2 separate regions of the Mus musculus genome follow, and region 2 is linked to region 1. Evidence: chromatin contacts called from public Hi-C data. All regions are on one chromosome and are shown on one strand. Each heading gives the region's core, a stretch centred on a gene start, on an enhancer-like site or on the middle of the called end of the contact. The rest is flanking DNA. Distances are from core to core; before and after follow the strand shown. Region 1 overlaps Lpp (LIM domain containing preferred translocation partner in lipoma). Region 2 overlaps Gm31814 (a long non-coding RNA gene).

Region 1 (5,252 bases), core at 833-3,332:
TCCATGTTGACAGTGAGAAGAGCTTCATCAATGAGTAGTCAAAAAACCTTTGGGGGAGTTAGTCCTGGCCAATAGAGGTTTATTGTGAGATAACCAATGAGTCTGGCCCTCACCCATGGCTTCTACCTAAAAATTGAAAACCTTCAATAGACTCCAGAGTTCCAAATCTGTCATGTCATGCAGACCATGACATTGTGGCATTTGTTTACTGGCTGTTACGTGCTTCCTACTCTGCTGTCTTCCCAGAACCTGGTGTCTCTCCTTTGTTTCCCCTCACAAGTTCCTTCCTTACAGCATCTTCTTTCTCCCTATTTGTACATTCCGTGCCCAATGAGATGCCTTCCTTTAACCCTCTCTCTTCTCTTACTAGGAGCAGGGATATGAAGGGTTCAGCTCAGCGGTTGGTCACCTGATAGCTGGATCTGGTGAAGATCCCTTCTGTGGTTAACAACTGCAAGGCCCATCATTGAGAAGATAATTCCCATTATCTTCCACAGTCCTCTTCATGGAAAAACTGTCTTCAGATTCGAACTCAGTTCATCTCAAAGTTTTTCCATCATCTTATTACGAGAGTTACATTTGGTTCAACACACTGTCATTTTCTGCAATCCTGCATTGAAATCCCCGGGTCCTTTGGTCATTGTGTACATGTCCTGTTTTTTCCTGTATTCATCAGCAAGGTCTTTGGGCTTGAGAATGAGTCTGATTTGTTCCAGCCCATTTATTTTACTGCCCATCATTTCGGCCTATTCATAATACAAATGACTCATTGCTTTTATTCTAATTTTTTCTCATTACAGCTAAATGTCCCTAAACAGTTAATGTTCAAAAAATTGTTATTTCCTTCCTGTGCTTCTGTACTGCCAGCCACATGGATTTTCTTCTTTTATTGAACTGTTCAGGGGACACCATGACTTATCTTACTTACTCTCACAACCCAGTGACTTCTCTGTATGATCTTTGCTGTATTGATATGATGCTTCCATTCTTAAACAATACCAAGTTAAATTTCCTTGTTTTATGTTTGCTGGCTGATACTTGTTTATCTATTGACTGGCCAGTATTTTTTTTTAATTAAAAGAAGAGCTGTACTTTATTTTCCACTGTCTTGTTCATGGTTTCGACCAGTCCTGCCTTCTTGTAATCCTTCTCTGTTTCTGTCATGACATACCTGATGCACCATTGCTCAATGATAAAAAGCTCCCGTGTGATCCTTGGGAACATGTTTACAGCTTCACCTGCAAAATGACAAGTTGAAGAATATTTTCCTAGAAAACCATTCTGTCTAGCAATGTCTACCTCATTGTAAATGCTACCTTGAAATCCGACTACAGAGATAAGCAGCTACTGCTGCTTAATGTTCCCTTCATCTGATGTATGCATCTTCGTGGAGTGATGCAATTAGTCCTGGACATTGATCCTGACTTTCTGCTATATTCTATAAAGTTAGAATTGCAGCATAGTATAGAGAAGTCCTACAGAAGTAATTTGATATCATAAGTCACCAACTCCCTGATTTATCTGTTCCTATTCTAACCAGTTCTTGTTCTGAGGGAACAGGAGGCCTACATTTCTCAGCTGGCCCACCTGTTCATACCACCCCAGTTACTAGAAGAGCTGGTCACTAGCTCCGTGACAGGCTTCTGTGTTCCTGGGTGTGTGTTCTTCCCATTATCTTCCATTTCATTTCCATTTTAGTACCCACCCAAAATATGATGATTTAGCTCCTATGTCATCCATAGTCCTTATTTTATTGGAAGAATATAGATTAGGAACTTAGTTGATATTCATAGATTGGTTGTTGATTGTTTGATTTCACAGTAGGAAACTTGGAAAGCAGAGAGTGCGCTATGTATCACACTTAACCTTTTGCTGCTAGTGTGAGCTTGCAAAGAGTTTACCATGTACTACTTTTGCTGGCATGGGGTGATAAAGATAGGAAATGGGAGAGGAAGTTATATAGTTCTTGTGCAAATCTAGGTTTTCTATTTTTCCTGTTTTGCTACTGTTTGGAAAGTACAGCCTCCGTTCATGGCAGCCTCACATGTGTTTCCTTAGTGCCATTTCAAAAAGGGGGAAATAAATATGGCATTTTTTTCATAGTGAGAATAGTAAAATCACGAAGATTTCCCCTTTTTCTGTTGGTGAAACTTCAATCGCACTAGGCACAGATTCCTCTACTTCAGCTATGTGTGCCAAGGCAAAGCACACAGAACAGCATACTAGAGCTGTAAAAACCAGGATAACAAGAAATGCTACAGAACCCTTACATTGCACAGTAGTAGGGAGGCCTGGGAGCCAGTGACTCTGCTACTCCACACTCAGTGGCCTGTTTACCCAGCTAGGTATTGTCTTCAGACAAAGGACGCTCTGGACTTCCTATACAGGGAAGCTGTATTTCTTTGATAAAGCTCTTCCTTCCACATAACTGTGCATGGTGAAATTCACCCTGAGTGTCTTACAGTCCCTACACACAGTTCTAATAAATGAATTGTTCTCTTTGGCAGTTAGGATGGCATTTGAGGAAGTTTTGTAATCTAAAGCTTTATGCATTATTAGAGAGCAATAAAAAGCTGTCTGTTCAAGCCTATGGTGATCTGCTATGGACTCCAAAGGGTGGGGCCCAACTGTGCAGCAGAAGAAACAGTAGTAGATCTTGTAGTGGCCCTGATGGCTGCCATTGGTAATTCTGGAAAAGAGAATGGTTTCTGGAGGATGTGGAGAACACAGAGGCAGGATGCTTACAGGATTCTTGCTTTCTTCTAGGTGGGTGGCTTGGCTTGTTTTTGTGTTTGTGGAATGAGAATATTCTCTGAGGCAAATGTTAAGTGTGTATTTCTAGAAGAGATGTTGATAATAATCCCTCATCAATGAACAGTTCTGTGCAGTCTCCAGATAGTATTGTGGCAGGAGGGTGAAAATAATGCCTTGATAAGTCCTGGATTTTTTTGTATTGCTATTGTTCTTTAATTAAATGTGTATTAAGCTCCAACAAGGCGCTATGAAGAATGTCAACTTACAGATGATTTTCAGCATACTCAGAAGATTTATAAACACCAATAAATGGAAAGTCACAGCCCCCCTCTGAGGTGGTAAACATATTTGTTCTTCCTACAAATGAGAAGTGCAATAGGCTGTACTCAACCCGACCAGGACTGAGGGTGAGAATTGAGAACTGTTGAACAGAGAGAAAAGCATTTTCCATCACTAGGAATTGGATTAGAATGTATTATTAAGGAACTATGCCTAAATGTGCTTAGAGTTGTGAGGTTTTAATTAAATTGTTCCAGTTACTGTTAACATTTGGGTTAGAAAGAGGCTGCCAACGTATGACACTATGTTTCAGATTTAGTGTCGAAAATAATTGGGAAAGAGACAGAATACTTGATACTGAAGAATTTAGATTTGTTCACTCTATGGGAGGTGCTAGGGATGTACCTTCTAATAGATATCTCAGCTATTTCTACAATCAAAGATGGTATATGTTCCCTTTGAAACCCAATTCTTGCTTGTCTTTGTTAACATAGCCTTTCCTTGGAACCAGGACTTTTCGTTTACACAGTAACCATTTCCAGACCTTATTTAGTTGGTACAGTTACAGAAGGCCTGTCACATGCTTAAGTTCCTCTCCTGTCACCTGGTCTCCAAGTTATCTCCTCAGGTTGTGATATTATTCCCCTGTTTCTTAAGTAAAAACCAAAATGAAGAGCACATGGATTTGTTAAGAGTATGTGCCTTTAAATCCTTGCCATTTAAAGCCAGTGGGACTTAGATTCCACCTTAAGTGTGAACAGCAAACAGGAGACTTAACTGAGAAAGTTAGTTGAAGGCAAATATGTCTACAAATAAAACTCATGGCTGAAAGATGGGAGCGGTGGAAAGTGCAGGTGGAATGACCAGTTCAGGCTTTCAGTTTTCCTTTGTTTGGTGTCTTTATTCACACAGACTCAGCACTGAGCCCTTGCCAAGAGCACAGTAGGTCTTTGATTATCATTGACTCTCAATAGTCTGTGAACAAGGAAGCATTTGTCAGGAAGGACTGCACTGCAGAGGCATGGGCACCATTCAGACTCAAGGAAGGATTTATAAGTTGAGATGAGAGTAGTGAGACTTGAAGACTCCATCCTCTAGGATGGCAAAGTCACCTGTCATGGCCACCTGTCAATTTGTAATGTACCAGCTAGGTGCATGCTCCAGTCATGATTGTTGGACTCATTGTAGAATCATACTCATTCCTGACTAAGGGGAGATCAGATAAGTGTTTTTCTTATTTGTTCTCAAACTCACTTTTTATCAGTGGTAACCTTGGACATAAAAATAGGAATTTCTGTTGGGAGTGTTAATGTAAACTATCTGAGAACTTCCTAAAATATATGTGATTCATACCATGTGTTTGTTCCCACATCAACACGGAATCCCAAGATGCAATTACCCATGCCCAGTCTCTGCTTCGTCATGGGGCTGTGTTTATCCTTTAGCTATCTGCATTTGGGAGTAGGGCCAAGCACCCTGTAAGATCCGCACATGTGCACAGTGTGATCGATCACACACGACCCTTTGAATCTGACCTTGGTGTCGTCTCTCCCAAAGCACAGCCCTGTTGCACACACAGTACATTGCACTGTTCCCCCAGAATCCCCTGTTCTTCAGCTGAACACCTTAAATGGTCTTGTCCATCCAAGGTCAAGACTTTTCTCCTTCGTCCATGCAGCTCTGTCTGTTTTTCATGCTTTCTCTCTTCTCTCTGTTTTTGATTTTTTTCATTTCATGTCTTTTGTCTCATATTCTTTCCCACTTGAAAACTTCTAATGAGATTTGCGGATAAAACCACAGTGGGAGGACTGATCCTCCCTTCTTTCTCTGTCCTCCTCTGTGCCTCTTCTCCGTCCCTTCTCTTTCCTTTAAAGGCCACCACTTTCTACTTTGCCATCTACATTCTTGTCCATCATGCCAGTACATTCTTAATATTTAATAACATTTATAGAAAAGTGAATGGAAACTATCTTACATTAGGTATTGGTTGTTAGAGAGAGTGGTATCAAAGCTAGGGTTTTTGTTGAAATTGAAAGTCTCTCTTTCTTTGTCTCTCTCACTGTCTGTCTGTCTGTCTGTCTGACTGTCTATGTGTGTATATAATCCAGAACTAAGTGATTCTCGTAGGCAAATAACTGACTTGAGAAATACATAACTGACTAAGTTATCTCCAGGAATTTGCTCATATATCCCTCCCCATCTCTGGAACCCAGATTTAA
Region 2 (5,252 bases), core at 1,807-4,306, 470 kb before region 1:
TTTTTCCCTGGACTCTTTATGCAAGTCACTATGAGCCCACAACCACAGAGTTAGGCTTAGCTACCATTACCACCTTCCTCCTTGGTATCAACTTCCTGCTTTTCTCATCAAGATCGAAATGCCAACAGAAACAAGTTAAGGTAGGAAGAAATTTTGGGTTCACAGTTTCAGGGGGCTCTAGGAGAAGTGACAGCAGAACTCACAGTGGTGGGAATATTGTAGCAGGGAACTTTGCTGTATGCCATCCTACAAGAAGCCTGAACCAAAGTCAGTTATAACTTGTAAAGGCCAACCCCTAGCGACCCACTTCCAATAGTCCGGCCTCACCTTCCATGACTCCACAAACTTTAAAATAGTAGCACAAGCTGGAACCAAGTATTCAAACTGTAAGCCTATGGGAGGGGGGGACCTCCACATTCAAGTCTTCATGCAAGCCAGATTCTTCATGGAAGTTTGGCAGGAGAATGTTCCATGTCTTTCTGACCTGCTTGTGTTGTACCAATGAAAACCAAAAGCACTTTGGGGTGTTTTTGTTTAGGAGATCAGCAACCTAGGATGTTGCTCTGGGCAACTTTTACACATGTCATTTCCAGGCTTCTGTTACCAAACGGACCAAAAGGACAGGAACCTGGTGATGCTGACTTTAGACATCAATTCATGTGTGTGTGTGTGTGTGTGTGTGTGTGTGTGTGTGTGTGTGTGTGTGTGTGTTTTAAATCTATGACTGCTAGAGTCACCCAATCACATTGAAATTGATTTTTAAGATGTTGCAGGTGTGCTTCTATTCCTTAAGAAAATACCTCTGGATTTTCTAGTAAAAATGTCTGCCGGCTTTATTTAGTCAAGTTTCTTTCTCCCTTCTTTTCTTTGACAATGAAAGCAGGTTTGGTGCCAACACTCAGATCTGGCAGATGTTTGATGACACATGTTCCTGATAAATGTTGATTACATAAGTTCATTCACGCTAGCTACCATAGCTTTTGAGGCCTCGCTGCTACTTAATATAAACTCTCCTTGGAAACCAGATGTCCGACACACGCCACAACAATCTATTTTATTCATCATTCCTCTGAGTCCTCTGAGTCCTCTGGGTCCCCTGGGTTCTCTGGGTTCTCTGGGTCCTCTGGGTGTCTGGTTCATTGAAGCAGGAAAAGATCCTGGTACCCAGATCCTGATTCTGCCATAAGTGAGCTGCGTGGACCTGGGAAGGCCACTTTATTACTCAGAACTTTAGGTTGTTCATTTCTAAAATCAAGGGGTGGGAGCTGTAATTGACAAGGTCTCAGATGAAGAGACAGACTGGGGGTGGCATGGGGAACAGTCACAGTGAGGCAGGAAGACTTTATGGCCATTCCTCACTGGGGATGTACTTGAACATGATGGCATTCACTGTTTTTATATTGGTTGTTCTCCAGTCCAGAAGGAGGGGGTTAGCAGCTTGGGGCTGGAAGGGATGCAGAGAGGAGTGACTGAGGAGAGCTAGGCTGGTGAGATAGACCTGCAGACAGCATTATTACTGCCCTAGCTTTGGGATACTATTTCTGTGACTGCTAAAGGGAAAGGGCCTTCACAATACTGAAAGAGTAAAATCCTGGAGTGTGGGGGAGGGTCACTAAGCACATTTTCAACCTCAAGGCTATTCTAGATGACTCACTTGGAAGCTTTAATTTTTATGACAGATTATTTTTTTAGAACAGTATTTTTTAGGGGTTCAAAAAGCTTGCATGTAAAGAATTCCAAAGCTGAATGACCATCCAGAGACTACCCCACCTGGGGTTCTATCCCATATACAATAACCAAACACAGAAACTATTGTGGATGCCAATAAGTACTTGCTGACACTCTGCCAATGCCTAACAAATACAGAAGTGGATGCTTATAACCATCCATTGGACTGAGCACAGGGTCCCCAATGAAGGAGCTAGAGAAAGGACCCAAGGAGCTGAAGGGGTTTGTAGCCCCATAGGAGGAACAACAATAGGAACCAACCAGTACTGCCATAGCTCCCAAGGACAAAACCAAAGAAAACACATGGTGGAACTCATAGCTCCAACTGCATATGTAGCAGAGAATGGCCTAGTCGGTCATCAAGGGGAGAAGAGGCCCTTGGTTCTGTGAAGGCTCTAAGTCCCTGTGTAGGGGAATGCTAGGGCCAGGAAGAGTGAGTGGGTAGGTTCATGAGCAGGGGAGGAGGGAAGGGGTAGTGGGTTTTCAGAGGGGAAACCAGGAAAGGGGATAACATTTGAAATGTAAATAAAGAAGATATCTAATTTAAAAAGTTAGGAAACTATGAAAAATAAAAATTAATTAATTAATTAATAATTCAAAGCCAAGTGTTCTAGTAGTCCATAAGGAGTCATGCTGCAGGCTCTTCCTGATGATACTCTGCATACATTCTATCATTTGCTCTTCAAAGCCAGCCTGGGAAATAAAGTGTCAGGAAGACCTTCCTTTACCAGGTGGTAGAAAATCAAGATGCTAACTGGCCGAGCCACTGGTCAAAAACCTCAGGTAGTGGAGATAAGGCTGTGTGTTAGCCCAGAACCCTCACTGCTACCCGGAACTATCCGTTACTACTATGCTCCCAGGCATTCTTCACTGCCCAGGACAACATCCTTTAGCCTCTGGCAGCCAGCTCTGAAGGCCTGGATCAGGGTCATGGCCCCAAGTTCCCCAGACGAATGGAGTGGCATAGATCACCCAGAGCAGCAGGAGAGCCTCGGGTATCAGCTGACTCGCTCACCTGACGTTGTCGGCTCTCTGATGCTCTGGGAGCCAGAGCTGGCAAAATGAGCTCGGGAACCCTCTCCTGACTTCTTATTCTTCTAGAGACTTGGCATTCAAAAACCAAAGAGATTTCCACAGGTCCATCGCCACAGACGTGATTAGGAATTATTTTGTGAAGCCACCTACTAATCCTGCATCCTACTGGCCAAGGTTGGGCAGTTAACAGTTTCTTTAGGGACTTCCATTAGCCAACCTAACCGATAAAGTCCAGAGGGACTAAAGCAGAAAGAAATGTGACGGCCTATGAGTCACTCAGTCTCGACCTTCAGCATGTTTTGAAAACGCATTGTGAAATGCTTTCCAATCAATACAGCGCTGGGCAGTAACAAGGCTGGGTGGGGGTTGTGCAAGAAGGGAAGCGGACCATTTATGCTGGGTCATTTGAGAGGCTCCAAGTTCTTACTGAGAGAAGGACCTAAAAACACAAGGTCCCCATAACAGCGTTTAAACGGAATCACAGAAAACCAAGCACCAACAGGGAACAAAAGTGGACACCTTTCTTCTCGGCAGAATAGCGAAATGGGTGGCTTATATTTACACCCCCAAGCTAGAGAGTCTATTCCTTCCTGTCAAAGTCCAAGACTGGTGTTAACCCCAAATGGCTGCTAGACGCTTCCATGCTGCCGACAGCAGCCTAACCTTCAGGCATTGCGAGCAAGTGAGTGATCTAGCAAGTGTCTGAGGTGAAGGAAGCAGCTGGTGAGAGGCAGGTGCACAGAACGCGGAAGCTGAAGATGGCTCAAGGTCCACCTGCCACTTGCAAGGCCTCTGACTGTGGGAGCAGTCACATTCCCTGTCAGACCCTTTTCTTTCTACCAAGGAGAGAAGGCATCTGCCCCATGGATCACATGAAACTTGAAAGTGATGAGGGCCATGCAGACTCTTTGCAAGCTCCACATGCACACAGAGGACTATTATTAGTGGAAACCCATCAGCATGATTTTGCAAAGGCAGATGGAAAGAATTTCCCACTTAAAGAATGGCACTCAGGTATGACTTTGTGGTTAGAGGCCAAAACCAATCCTGAAGATGAGCCTGTACACATGACAGAGAACATTTGGGTACCAGTTGGTGCCAGGCTCAATTAGTTGCTAGCTTGGGTGCCTGGGAAATGCTTAACAACTGTTTCTACAGTGGTTAAAAATAAATAAATAAATAAAAATATAAGATTGGCTGTAAGTATTTGCACCACAGCGCTATTGAGGCCACAATATCAGTAACACGGGGTAAGGAAAAAAGGCCCACAGCTGGCCCACACGTGTAAGTACAGCCAGATCAGGCTCTGCTCCCCACTAGAAACATCTGAAAGATTAGTTGGTACAAGTACTTTGAAAGCCCATTCGACTCATGCCACCTGAGTTTTAACAAACAAAGCCGCTCCATGTCTTCCTCTAAAGCTTCAAATGAGAATTCGTACTTTTATTTAAACTTGTCCTGGTCATTGTTGCAGAGAATCTTAACTGTGTCTTTGTCAAAATTGTTGGTTCCTAAACCACAAGCCTGACATTGTGCGTATGTGTGTGGAGGAGGGGGGAGGGTCAGGGGAACCCTTGGTTTTCAAATCTAAGGACTGAAGAGTTGATCAAACAGGATAGGATGGAACAGTACAGGGAAGAGGAGAAAAGTCTGGGACCGATTATTAGCAGTCTCAGCGGTGACACTTGTACGGGTGGCCTGTTTTCTGAGGCCCAGATTCTATCTGTAAAATGGGAAGTGCTCTCTGCCTTTGCCTCACTCCCAGCGCTACAACGGAGACTTAAGCGCTAGCGCAGGGGCAGGAGTTCTGAAACCAGCAACCTTGTGTTGGCTTTGAACTGTTGTATATTTACTTGGATATTATTACTCAAACATGGATTTGATTTCTCAGCTTCAGAACTGATGATAAGTAGGACTCGTGCTGGGGCAGACAAGCCCTGCCCCGCAACTCAAATCCTATTTCTGGAGGCTGGGCCCCTGTAGAGTGTCTGCAGCTAAGTATAGCTGTGCTCAAGAAGGGCTGTAAGACCCACAGAACAGCCCCTGAGGGCGATAGGGAAGCGGTACTGCCCAGGGCTAAGGGCCATTGGGAACTGCTTTTGCCCACAAGCCTTCGCACCAGCAGTGATCCGTGAAGGTTAAAAAAACAATGTTCAACCCAAACTCTGTCAGACAGGACTTTATCACAACTACCAAGAGCGGGCTAGGGTCCCAGCCAACATTGAAAAGCATTATGGGGACCTGGGAATCTGTATTTTAAATAATTGTCCATATTCATTTACTTACAAGCAGTACTGAACAAAAAAAGAAAAAAAAAGTCCCTTTGTGTGCTATGAAACCTGATGGAGTAGACCGAAAGAAAGATTCTCTATTGATTGGCGCAAACACTCAGTGAGAAGCAATGCCTGTTGGGGGAGACCCTGCCTGTGCCTTGGGAACCCTCATAACACACTGCTAGACTAGGCTTCTTTGTCCTTCATCACTAGCAG

What was found. Hi-C and Micro-C count contacts between places; a contact is called where the count stands out from the background.
Region 2: a Hi-C map of bone marrow-derived macrophages shows a contact between it and region 1, with 15 read pairs. The contact joins two enhancer-like sites. A contact is called at or near these places in 1 of 484 Hi-C or Micro-C datasets (bone marrow-derived macrophages) and 1 of 115 datasets of contacts at active chromatin or transcription factors (large pre-B cells).

Annotation. Positions count from the first base shown.
Region 1 is chr16:24,667,884-24,673,135 of GRCm38.p6, forward strand. The region is part of intron 6 of Lpp (LIM domain containing preferred translocation partner in lipoma); the gene reads left to right. Among named protein-coding and RNA genes, the nearest start is that of Mir28a, 160 kb to the right of the region's middle. Within about 2 kb of position 2,083, at least 16 of the 459 cell types and tissues checked have an H3K27ac peak or open chromatin away from gene starts, as enhancers often do. A contact at or near this core is called in bone marrow-derived macrophages, where this site is marked.
Region 2 is chr16:24,196,890-24,202,141 of GRCm38.p6, forward strand. The region is part of intron 1 of Gm31814 (a long non-coding RNA gene); the gene reads right to left. Among named protein-coding and RNA genes, the nearest start is that of Gm32126, 40 kb to the left of the region's middle. Within about 2 kb of position 3,057, at least 76 of the 459 cell types and tissues checked have an H3K27ac peak or open chromatin away from gene starts, as enhancers often do. A contact at or near this core is called in bone marrow-derived macrophages, where this site is marked.